Linked DNA regions of Arachis hypogaea: region 1 is linked to region 2. The links are chromatin contacts, called in public Hi-C maps. All regions are on one chromosome and are shown on one strand. The core of a region is the stretch at or near the end of the contact, and the rest is flanking DNA. Distances in the headings are between cores, read along the strand shown.

Region 1 (4,996 bases), core at 1,749-4,248, 36 kb after region 2:
TAATATCTAATTATATTTTTATATGCAGAATGAGAAAGAATATTATTTTTAAATAGCAAGTATAAAAATTAATTATTTCTATTTGTATAACTAGGACCGGATATTCTAGCTTATCCTTCCTATAATAACATGTAATTTACCCTCTGTGACATGTCATCTTTTAATTGGTTGCTATGTTAACTATGGTTAAACTATTGGTAATTAAATTATAGTCCAAAGTGGGTGATTATATAATTTACTAAAATATTAAAAATTCAGTCTTTCATTCTTCCCCCAAATCATCCTCCCACACAATGATGTCAGAAGGTAGACTTCTGTGTTCAATCATCTCTTGAGATAACTTGTCAACATTAGTTTTATGAGAAATGGAGATAACAGATGAACCTTCATGTTTTTCAATTCGAAAAACTTCATAAGGTACAACCTGTTGAGAAAATAAATAAATAATAATTTACTAACTTACTCATTAAACTAAAGCATATGAATACAGATAATTGTAGGACATACCTTGGTTGTGAAACCATTAGCCCAATTCACCTCCATGTTACCATCTTCAAAACCAGTAACATTCCCAACACATTACAGGAAAGAATTATTAGGGAACTCATCTACACAATGAACTTGGATCCCATCTTCAAGAGAGGCCTCCGCCTTCAAGTGACTTGCCATTATCTTACACAAGAAATTAAGTAAGTATTTCATGAATCAGTTTAACATGAAGCCAACCCTTGAAACTATCTAACTAATACAAGGTTAGCATTGGCTGACGGCTCTAGGAATTATGGTTAACAGATTGGCTTAGAGCATGAGAGAGATTTGCTCTCGGTATAGTTAAGAATTTCTCTGATCATGCTCACTATATCAGATTTTAGAACTATATCAGATTGAAGAAACAAAAAATCATGAAAATTTTCAGAACAATATCAAATCAATAACAAAATTTCCAAACAATATTAAATCAATAACAAATAAATTCAGAACTTTATCATAATTTAGGAAAATCAAATTCATGAAAAATAAGTTATCTAAAAAAACTTCAGGAGGGCAGTTCCAGAACTGTTTTGCTAGAAAAGGAGAGTTGAGGGAAGGGCGAAAGCGAGTCGGCTGCTTGAGGGTGAGAACGACGGCGAGTGTACGGCTTCTTTGACGGTGAGAACAAAGGTTGGGGACTGGGGGCACTAGTGAGTAAAGCCCGCCTTCTTGGTGTTATCATCGTTCTGCTTCTTCGTAGCCATTGAAGCTCAAGCTCTGGGGATGATTGATAAAAATATAACTTTACTTTTTAATGTTTATAGAAATTATATATTTATTCCTCTTATAAAAATATTTAATTACAAAATTATCCTACTTTAGTTAACATATTAACTCTTATTGAGTTAAATTAACTCAAATAAAACTAAGCATCCAATTAAAACATACCACGTCACGAGGGATAATTTACATGTTGAAATAGAGAGGGTTAGGTAGAACTCACCAAAATTTTAATATAGTGGGACCGAATTTTAGATAATATTTTTTATTCCATAAAAATAATTAACATATAGTTATTAGAGTTAGTTTTTTAAAAGATTTATCAATATATATATATAATTATAAATTTTTTCATAATTTTATTTTTAATATGATAATTACATAAAAAATATAACAATATCAATAGTGTATTATAAAATTATAAAATACCAATAATTTATAGCGTGTTTAGTTAAAAATTATCACATATCTTATTAATTAAAATTAATTGTTTAAATTTGAAAATAAATTATAAATTATTAATCATTTAAAAGACACATACCCTTATAGAATACAAGATATAAGATATCTTTATAAATTTTTTTTAAGAACATAAATTTAAAAGAAAAATGAGTATTTTTTACAAGAAAATAATATCTAAAGTACATAATGTGATTACCAAAATATAACTACATAAGTCATTATTAATATAATAATATAAATATTAAATATATTAATATAAAAAATAAATATAGAGATTATTATATAAAAATTAATTTAAAAGGTACAAAGATTTGAGGGTATGATATTAAATTAGTTAAGTAAAAAATATTAGTAAATTAAATAATTAAGACATAAATTAATCACATAGTAAAAAATAATACTTATAAAACTATTAAATTACATAAGATTTTTTATTTTTAAACACATATCTCATATATAAATATAGGTTCTTAAAATTTTGGGGGGCCGAGGCCACTACTCGCCCCCCTCTAAGTCCGTTCCTGTGTATAACAGACTTTAACAGTTAAATTATTTTAAATTTTAGATAACGAATGTTAAAATGAATTATTAATAAAAAATTATACTTTTTCATATAAAAATAATTACTAAAAATTTTATTATTTAATTTTTTATGTATAGATACTTTAGTTTTCTTAGCCAAAGACTTTTGTTAACTTATTATTTTTTTTTCTATAAAAATAGTTTGATTTTATAAATCTTTTATGCCATGCATAATTTATACTATTAGAATAAAGACTATTCTTTTAAAAAATTTATATTACCATAATAACATTACGGATAAAAATACTAATTTATTTAATACTAGATATTGTTATAATGTTTCTTAATATTTTGAGGATATTTTTATCATTATAAAAAATAAATTTATTTTTAATAATATTTTAAAAAAATCCAGTACAATTATAGTAGTTTACCTTACTGCAGAGTTGAATATGTTTCATAGTGGAGTACAATATTAATACTTTATTTATCTTTTTATTTTTTTTTCAAATATGATAAAATATTTTCATTAAGTATCAGTAATAAGAGTCTTCTGTTAAAAAAACAGTTTAGTATAGTTAAGGATAGTAATATTATATTTAAATTTGATTAGAAGTTTTATTATTAGTTTTAACATTTGTATTGAGTGGATCATTTTATTTTACTTCAAATTTAAAAATAGTGTATTGGAGCATGAGAGATGCAAATGTAGATAACGGCTAGTTTGAGCATTTAAGTGACCGTTTTTTATGAGCTGCAAAATATTCAAATTGTAGATTCAGACAAGACTTTTACACAAAGGCATTCATTCATTTTAGCATTTTTGGTGGAGAAGAAGGAAAAAAAAAAAAAGAATGGTGTACTCTTCATATCACTACACACCCAAGTACTACTCTACACTTCAAGACTCCATCACCACACTCTGTAAATCCATTCTTCCTTTCAGCTTCAAGAAACGCTCTCTCCCGCCAACCGAACACAACCTCTCCAAGCTTCAATCTGATAACCTCAAATGGCAGCAGAACTCCTTCCATCAGGTTCTCAACCTCATGGCCCTTCACTCCGAAGGAATTCTCGCTCAATCTGAGGTCACTGCTTTCAGAACTAACTTGCTTGACACCCTCATTGCTTCTCCCCCTCAACAAGAACACCCACTTATTTTGAGAGACAAGTTGCTCTTTCTACAGGTACTCTCTTATCTTACTGCATAACTCTATTATCTTCTTCTTCTCTTGTTTTGTTTCATGTATTGTGTGTTAGCAGGAGCTGCTTTATGCCAAATGCATTTCTGAAGAAGAATACCATTCTTCAAAGAGGCCTTTGCTGCAGAGATTGGCGGTTCAAGGTGCTCATATTGAAGCTACAGATGTCATTGCGGCAAGGCCTAAGGAGAAGGAGGACCCCAAAGAGACGACTTCAGAAGAAGAGTGGTCGGTCATTGACTTAAGAGATGACAAGGACAAAGACAGCTCCGTGAGTTCCAAGAATAAATCAGCTAGGAAGCACATTAAAGGAGCAGCCTCTGTTTTCGGGTTTGGATCTTCTCACAAACATGGCAAGAATGGCATGGAGAAAAGCGTCTTTGAATTACCCTCCCATCCATCCAAGGGTAGTTCAATTCTCATGGAGGAAAGTGGGCCTCCAGAGAAGTTGAAGAGAAAGCCCTTTGTTACTTTGTTCCAAAGGGAGCCAAAAGAGGAACATGGTGGTGGTGAAGCACATCAGATAGCAGGGAAATCAGTGAAGAAGCAATGGGGGTTTGAGGGGTTTAAGAAATGGAAGAGAAGTGAGTTAGATGATGAGAATGAGAGAGAGGCTTGTCAACATCTTGGGGAGGGACCAGACACCAAGTTGATCAAGAAGAAGTTGCATGCTGATGGTTCACCATCTGATTTCTTCATAGACAAGGTTGAGATCTGTGTATTCAAAAGTCAAAACATTCAGCTGGTTTTGATGCATACTAATATACTTTTCTGTGCACTCTTTCTCACTAGGTTTTGGGAGACAAGATCAAGAAGGAGCTCTCTAGAATCCAGACAGAACTCAGCACCACAAACCCAAATCTTAGATTCACGTTAGTATACTATAGTACCATTCTCTCTCCTTCTTTCTAAGTAACTGTTGCTTACCTTTGTTGTGTGAAAACAGGAATGATCAGATTGAAGCAATCTCTACCAAAATACCAGTGGACAAGGCTGAGTTAAAAAATTACTTTCCCAAGTGAGTCAACATTTCAGTTCAGTTCAACTTTTGATGTTATTCCAGACTTTGTGTATCTTACAGTTTCGTCCTTTTCTTGTTTGTATTGAAGATCATGGTGTGACCGATACGGCGATGTCGTGCTGGATGTGGTGAAGAAAGAATTCAAGGAACATGTGGGAGAAATGGAGAACATGCGCAACATTGCGAGAGAGAAACACAGCAGCAACTCAAATCGGTGGACAACGTTTGGCAATGACGAAAACATGCATCCGAATTCAGTTCGCAGCAGTTACATCAATCCATTTTCTCAGGGTTACTCTCAGACCAAGTGGAACTAAGCTGTGATCTGGATCAGCTTCCTCTAGAGTATTAAGTATTGTTATGTCAAGCATGCATAAAAAGACTTGTAATTACTGCTTTAATTATCAATAATCTTATTTTCTTGATATCAATAGAGTTTGCTGCTAACAATTTATGCCACACCTGTTAGGCAAAACTCAAATAAGAATAATAACACAATTTCACAGACAAGGCAATATACAATATGAAAATGTAAGTG
Region 2 (4,689 bases), core at 1,264-3,763:
CATAACCTCCTGTATATACTTTGTCAAATCCCATTTCGAAATATCCTTACCAAGCATTCTTTGGTTTACCAAAAAAAGAGCTTCTAAACAGTCTGTTTCGCAAATAACCTCACGAAATCCACTCTCCCAAGCAAGAAGTAAACCTCTCCAAATTGCATACAATTCAACAAAAAGAACACTGCACACTTCGACTTTTCCAGTGCAACCTTTCAACCAACATCCATCAGGATTGCGAATGATACAACCAAAATTAGCATATCCAGAAAGAGCAAACCAACTAGCATCACAATTCAATTTAACAGAATGAACTGGAGATGGAACTCAATGCAAACAAAGTGAAGGAGGAGATAGAGATTGATGCATAGCAAAAATAGTGTGAAACTCCCTTACTGAACTACGAATCAAACTCACCACTTTACTAGCACTCCATGAATCATCTATATTAAATAAGTCATACTTTCTGCTTCTCCAAATCCACCAGATGGTCGAAAAGAAAAGAAAAACATCTCCACTCCTTGCACCTCTGTAGAGCCAATCATGTAAATTCGAGTTATCTGAATACAGGCCTAAAAGGTTCCAGACCTCCTTGGCACTAGGGCACTCCCGAAGACAATGAAGAATGGATTCAGAACCATTCTGACACCGATGACAGGTGCTAGATAAAGCTAAACCACGACTCAAACGAAACACTGCCGTAGGAATAGCATTATAAAGACTGAGCCAAATCAAGAACTTGTACTTCTCAAGAATATGTCGTCGCCGTACCCACAACCAATTATCATGCTCATTCCAGTCAAACTTTCTTTTGGCTAGCCAACTGTACCTACTCCTAGCTGAGTAGAGTCTAGAAGATGACACACCCCACAACCAACCCGAACTGTCTCCAGCATTCAAATCCGGATTATAAGCATTCAAACGCTGTTTGACATCTTCTGAAATGATAGAGAAAATATCATGGAGATTCCATTGACCATCTTTCCAAACGTCTCTAATAATTAAATCAGAGTAAGATATATGTACAAAAGAGACATCTTGAGCAATTGGACCCTCAAAACTCCAATTGTTAAACCAAAAAGATTAATCAAGTGACCCAACGCACCAAGAGAAGGCATCCTTAAGGTAGCGTTTGTTTTTGGGGGCAGGACACGGAGACATGGACAATATTTGTTTAAAAAGTGTTTGGAAGCAGAGACATGGACAGTGGACATATTGTCTCCGAGACAGTTTTTTATATTTTTATGTCCACTCTTTCACGAAGGACAATGATGGACACGGGATTTAGAAGAGTGGACACGGACAATTTTATAAATTTTGTTTTCCTTTTTTTCCACTATTACCCCTTCTTATTTTTTCTATTGCGTTGTTCAGAGATACTTTATATGCAAAAACTAATTGTTTTTCATGTAAAAATGGATTTTTTTAAATTAATTTTTTATTTAAAATTAATTTGACTTATTAACTTAAACAAAATTTTTTATTAATCAAACTCAAATTTATTTTTTTTGTTAATCTTAACCATATGTATTCCTACATATTAATAATAAATTTTAAAATAAAATAATTATATTTATAAATTTTATTTTAATATAAATACTAATATATTTTTTTATTAAAATTTTTTGTCTCTTCAAATATTTTTTCAAGTTTCGTCTGTACTCCTACGTACTCTATTTTTTATTAAATTAATTTATATTGATGTAGAAAATTTGGAATCACAGGGTTATTTTAGTCATTTCATATAATATTTTAGTCTTATCCATGTGTATCCAAATATAATACTAGACATTACATTAGTGTCTTGTCCATCGTATCCAAACACAATACACAAAAGATAATTTTTAGTGTCTCCATCTTATTGTCTCCATTTTAATGTCATGTTCTGTCCTGTCTCTAAAAACAAACGCAGCCTAAGAGCACCAAAAGCCTTTGCAATACTCTTCCAAACATAAGAAGCATTGCAAGGGACAGGACCATCTAACACTCCCTCATTCCTCAGGACCATCTAACACTCCCTCGTTCCTCAGATATTTCGTCCTCAATAGAGCAACCCAAGGCTTGTCCTGACAATGAAAAAGTTGTCATACCAATTTACCAAGTAAATATATATTAACACACGTAAGATTTCTAACACCCAGACTACCAAATTTTTTTGAGGTGATCACGGTTCTCTAATAAATTAAACTTTTGATTAGTCATAAAGTTTTTGAATAATTTTTTTAAATTCTTGTCTAAATAAATTTGTTAACTGTATTTTTTTTTAAATGTATAAATAATCTTAAATTATTTGTTTTGCGTATGGTTAAAGTTCTTGTATTTTGTAAAATGAATTAATCTTGTATTCTTATAATATCTCTTTTTTGTTTTTTTTAACCAAAGATGGATTAATTTCCTTTCTTTAGAAAAACAACAGTATCTAAAGAGGGACAAAAAATAACAATTGGGAATTTCCTACTAGGTATGACTCAAATGAAAAAAAAGTCAAAAAGTAAAAACACGTGACTAAAGAGATGAAGGAAACATGAAGATATATGCATAATCCATAGCTTTATCTCAACGGTATTGCACACTGTTTCAGCTCTCTTCTTTACTGTTGAATTTTTTCCTTCAAAAACTTCTCTATTTGGAGCTTTTCAGAATTTCAAGCAAACGACCACAAATTCGAGCAAGCTCGCGACGCCGTCCTGGTTACTGGTGGTGACCCGCAGCCACCACCGCGCAAAATCAAAAGACCCATTTCGAGCAACAGTTCCAACAGTAAAGAAGGAGTTTCAGACCGCTACAGCAAGGCCAGGACAATGGAGATAGTGAATGATTATTTCATTTTTCAGTTTGCATCTTGAGAATGGGGGCGAGGTATAAATCTGCAGTGGATAAGATTTAACAAAGGTAACCTTTCTTAAATAGCTCTCCATATAAATAATTCTAGCTTGATTTGAATTTTTAATCTCCAAATCTGCGTCTAAATTTCCTGATTTTGTAACAAAGGGAGAAGTTGCTTTGTTAGAACATGATAGAGACCAGGGACGGTCTTATATTGGTCTGGGGACAAAAAGGTTACATGTATAATAAAATTCAGTTTTTAATATTATTTAATTAAAATATATTCTTATTTTTTAGGATATATATTTATAATTAAAATTAATTTGAATTTTAAAAACTAAAATTTCTCTAACTTTTTATTTACATCATAGTTAGTTATTATTTTTTTTACGTTTTTTTTTAAGTTGGTTTTCTTCTTTCTTCTATTTTGCTATAATATTTCAATTTATATATGTAGAAGAAAAAGAATTCAAAGTTAGTGCATTTAGAAAAAAATTAATTTCTTACTTATTGTAGCTTTAATAAAATGCAGGTTCGTTTTACGATTTGATAGTAATGAATGGTCGAATATAATTATATACACAAATTAAAATTGTAATTTATTTTTCAATTGTAACACATCTAAAATTATTAAGTTATACAAAAAATATTTTTAAAACACATCTAAAATCATAAATCTAAAATTTAAATTTAAATATTAAAAAATAATTGTAACACGTCTAAAATTATGAAGTTATATAGAAAATATTTTTGAAATACTTCCAAAATCCAAAAATTGTACATACAAAAATAATTTAACATTGCAATATATATTAAAATCTCTTCAAGCCATTTTATTCGATTTTTTATTTTTTTAAAATAAAAAATCTATACAGAATAATAAAAAAAATAATGGTGTCAGAGACCCATCCAAACCTTAAGTAAGTTTTCGGCGTGGACGAACGGTGACGTTGATGCAGACGAACGGCGTCGAAGAGGAGGAAGGTGGCGAGAAGATGAGTGTTAACGAAGGGGAATGTGGCATTGTGAATAAGCACCGAAAAGGAGGAAAGGAGCGTCGAAGATGAGCGCGGAAGAGAAAGGTGGCGCGGATGAACTACGGCGGATGATGACTTCTCGATGTGCGCTTCTGAGTTTTCGATGAACGTGACTTTTCTGCTTCATTGAGTGTTTTGTACGGATTTAGTTAATAATTAGATAGTTTAAAATTTATTTTATAATTTTAAAATTAAAATTTTGAATTTGAATAATTTTATTTTTAGATATTAATTTAAATTATAATATATTAATAATTAAATATATTAAATCTGAAACAGAAATTTAAAATTTAAATTTTAAATTTCAGTTTTATTTAGTTTATATTTTAAATGCGTATTTAATTTTAAAAAGACATTAAATCTATTGATAATTTTTAGATGTGTTTGTTTTATTTTTTTTAAAATTATTGTAATAAAAGGCTAAATATTGTACCATTGTTAAAGGATATCTAGTTAAATTGTAATAATATTTATTTGCTCCTATTAGATTATTAAATTGATCCCATAATAATTTTTTACTCAACTTTTGGTACTTAATCGTCAATTTAAAAATTTTATATTAGATATTCGTTAGAATGATCAATTCTCAGATTTAAACGAAATTAGGGTTCTTTTTTAAAAATCTAACTCAAAAAAATATTATTTATCTTCTTTTCAAATTAGCTTTAATTTTTGCATAACAACTATATTAATTGAAAGAACTTTTTTAACTATGAATATCAATAAGAATCGGCTTCTAATTGTGTTGGGAAGTAAATTTTTAAATAATTATTTTAGTAATATATATTGAAAGAGAGAAAATTTGATTAGTGTTAAGAGAAAAATTACTTAA

What was found. Hi-C and Micro-C count contacts between places; a contact is called where the count stands out from the background.
Region 1: a contact with region 2 is called in a Hi-C map of leaf, with 2.8 times the contacts expected there. The contact joins the promoter of LOC112701192 here to the enhancer-like site in region 2. A contact is called at or near these places in 4 of 8 Hi-C or Micro-C datasets (all in leaf).

What each region holds. Positions count from the first base shown.
Region 1 is chr1:98,176,973-98,181,968 of arahy.Tifrunner.gnm2.J5K5, forward strand. LOC112701192 reads left to right here and starts at 2,999. Exons shown (of 5, transcript XM_025751985.3): 1 at 2,999-3,422; 2 at 3,499-4,143; 3 at 4,230-4,309; 4 at 4,384-4,455; 5 at 4,547-4,889. The coding sequence starts at 3,090. The coding sequence ends at 4,775. LOC112701183 reads right to left here. Exons shown (of 6, transcript XM_025751977.3): 6 at 4,848-4,996.
Region 2 is chr1:98,141,363-98,146,051 of arahy.Tifrunner.gnm2.J5K5, forward strand. No RefSeq gene overlaps it. Among protein-coding and RNA genes, the nearest start is that of LOC112701172, 6.9 kb to the left of the region's middle. Within about 2 kb of position 2,514, at least 1 of the 3 cell types and tissues checked has open chromatin away from gene starts, as enhancers often do.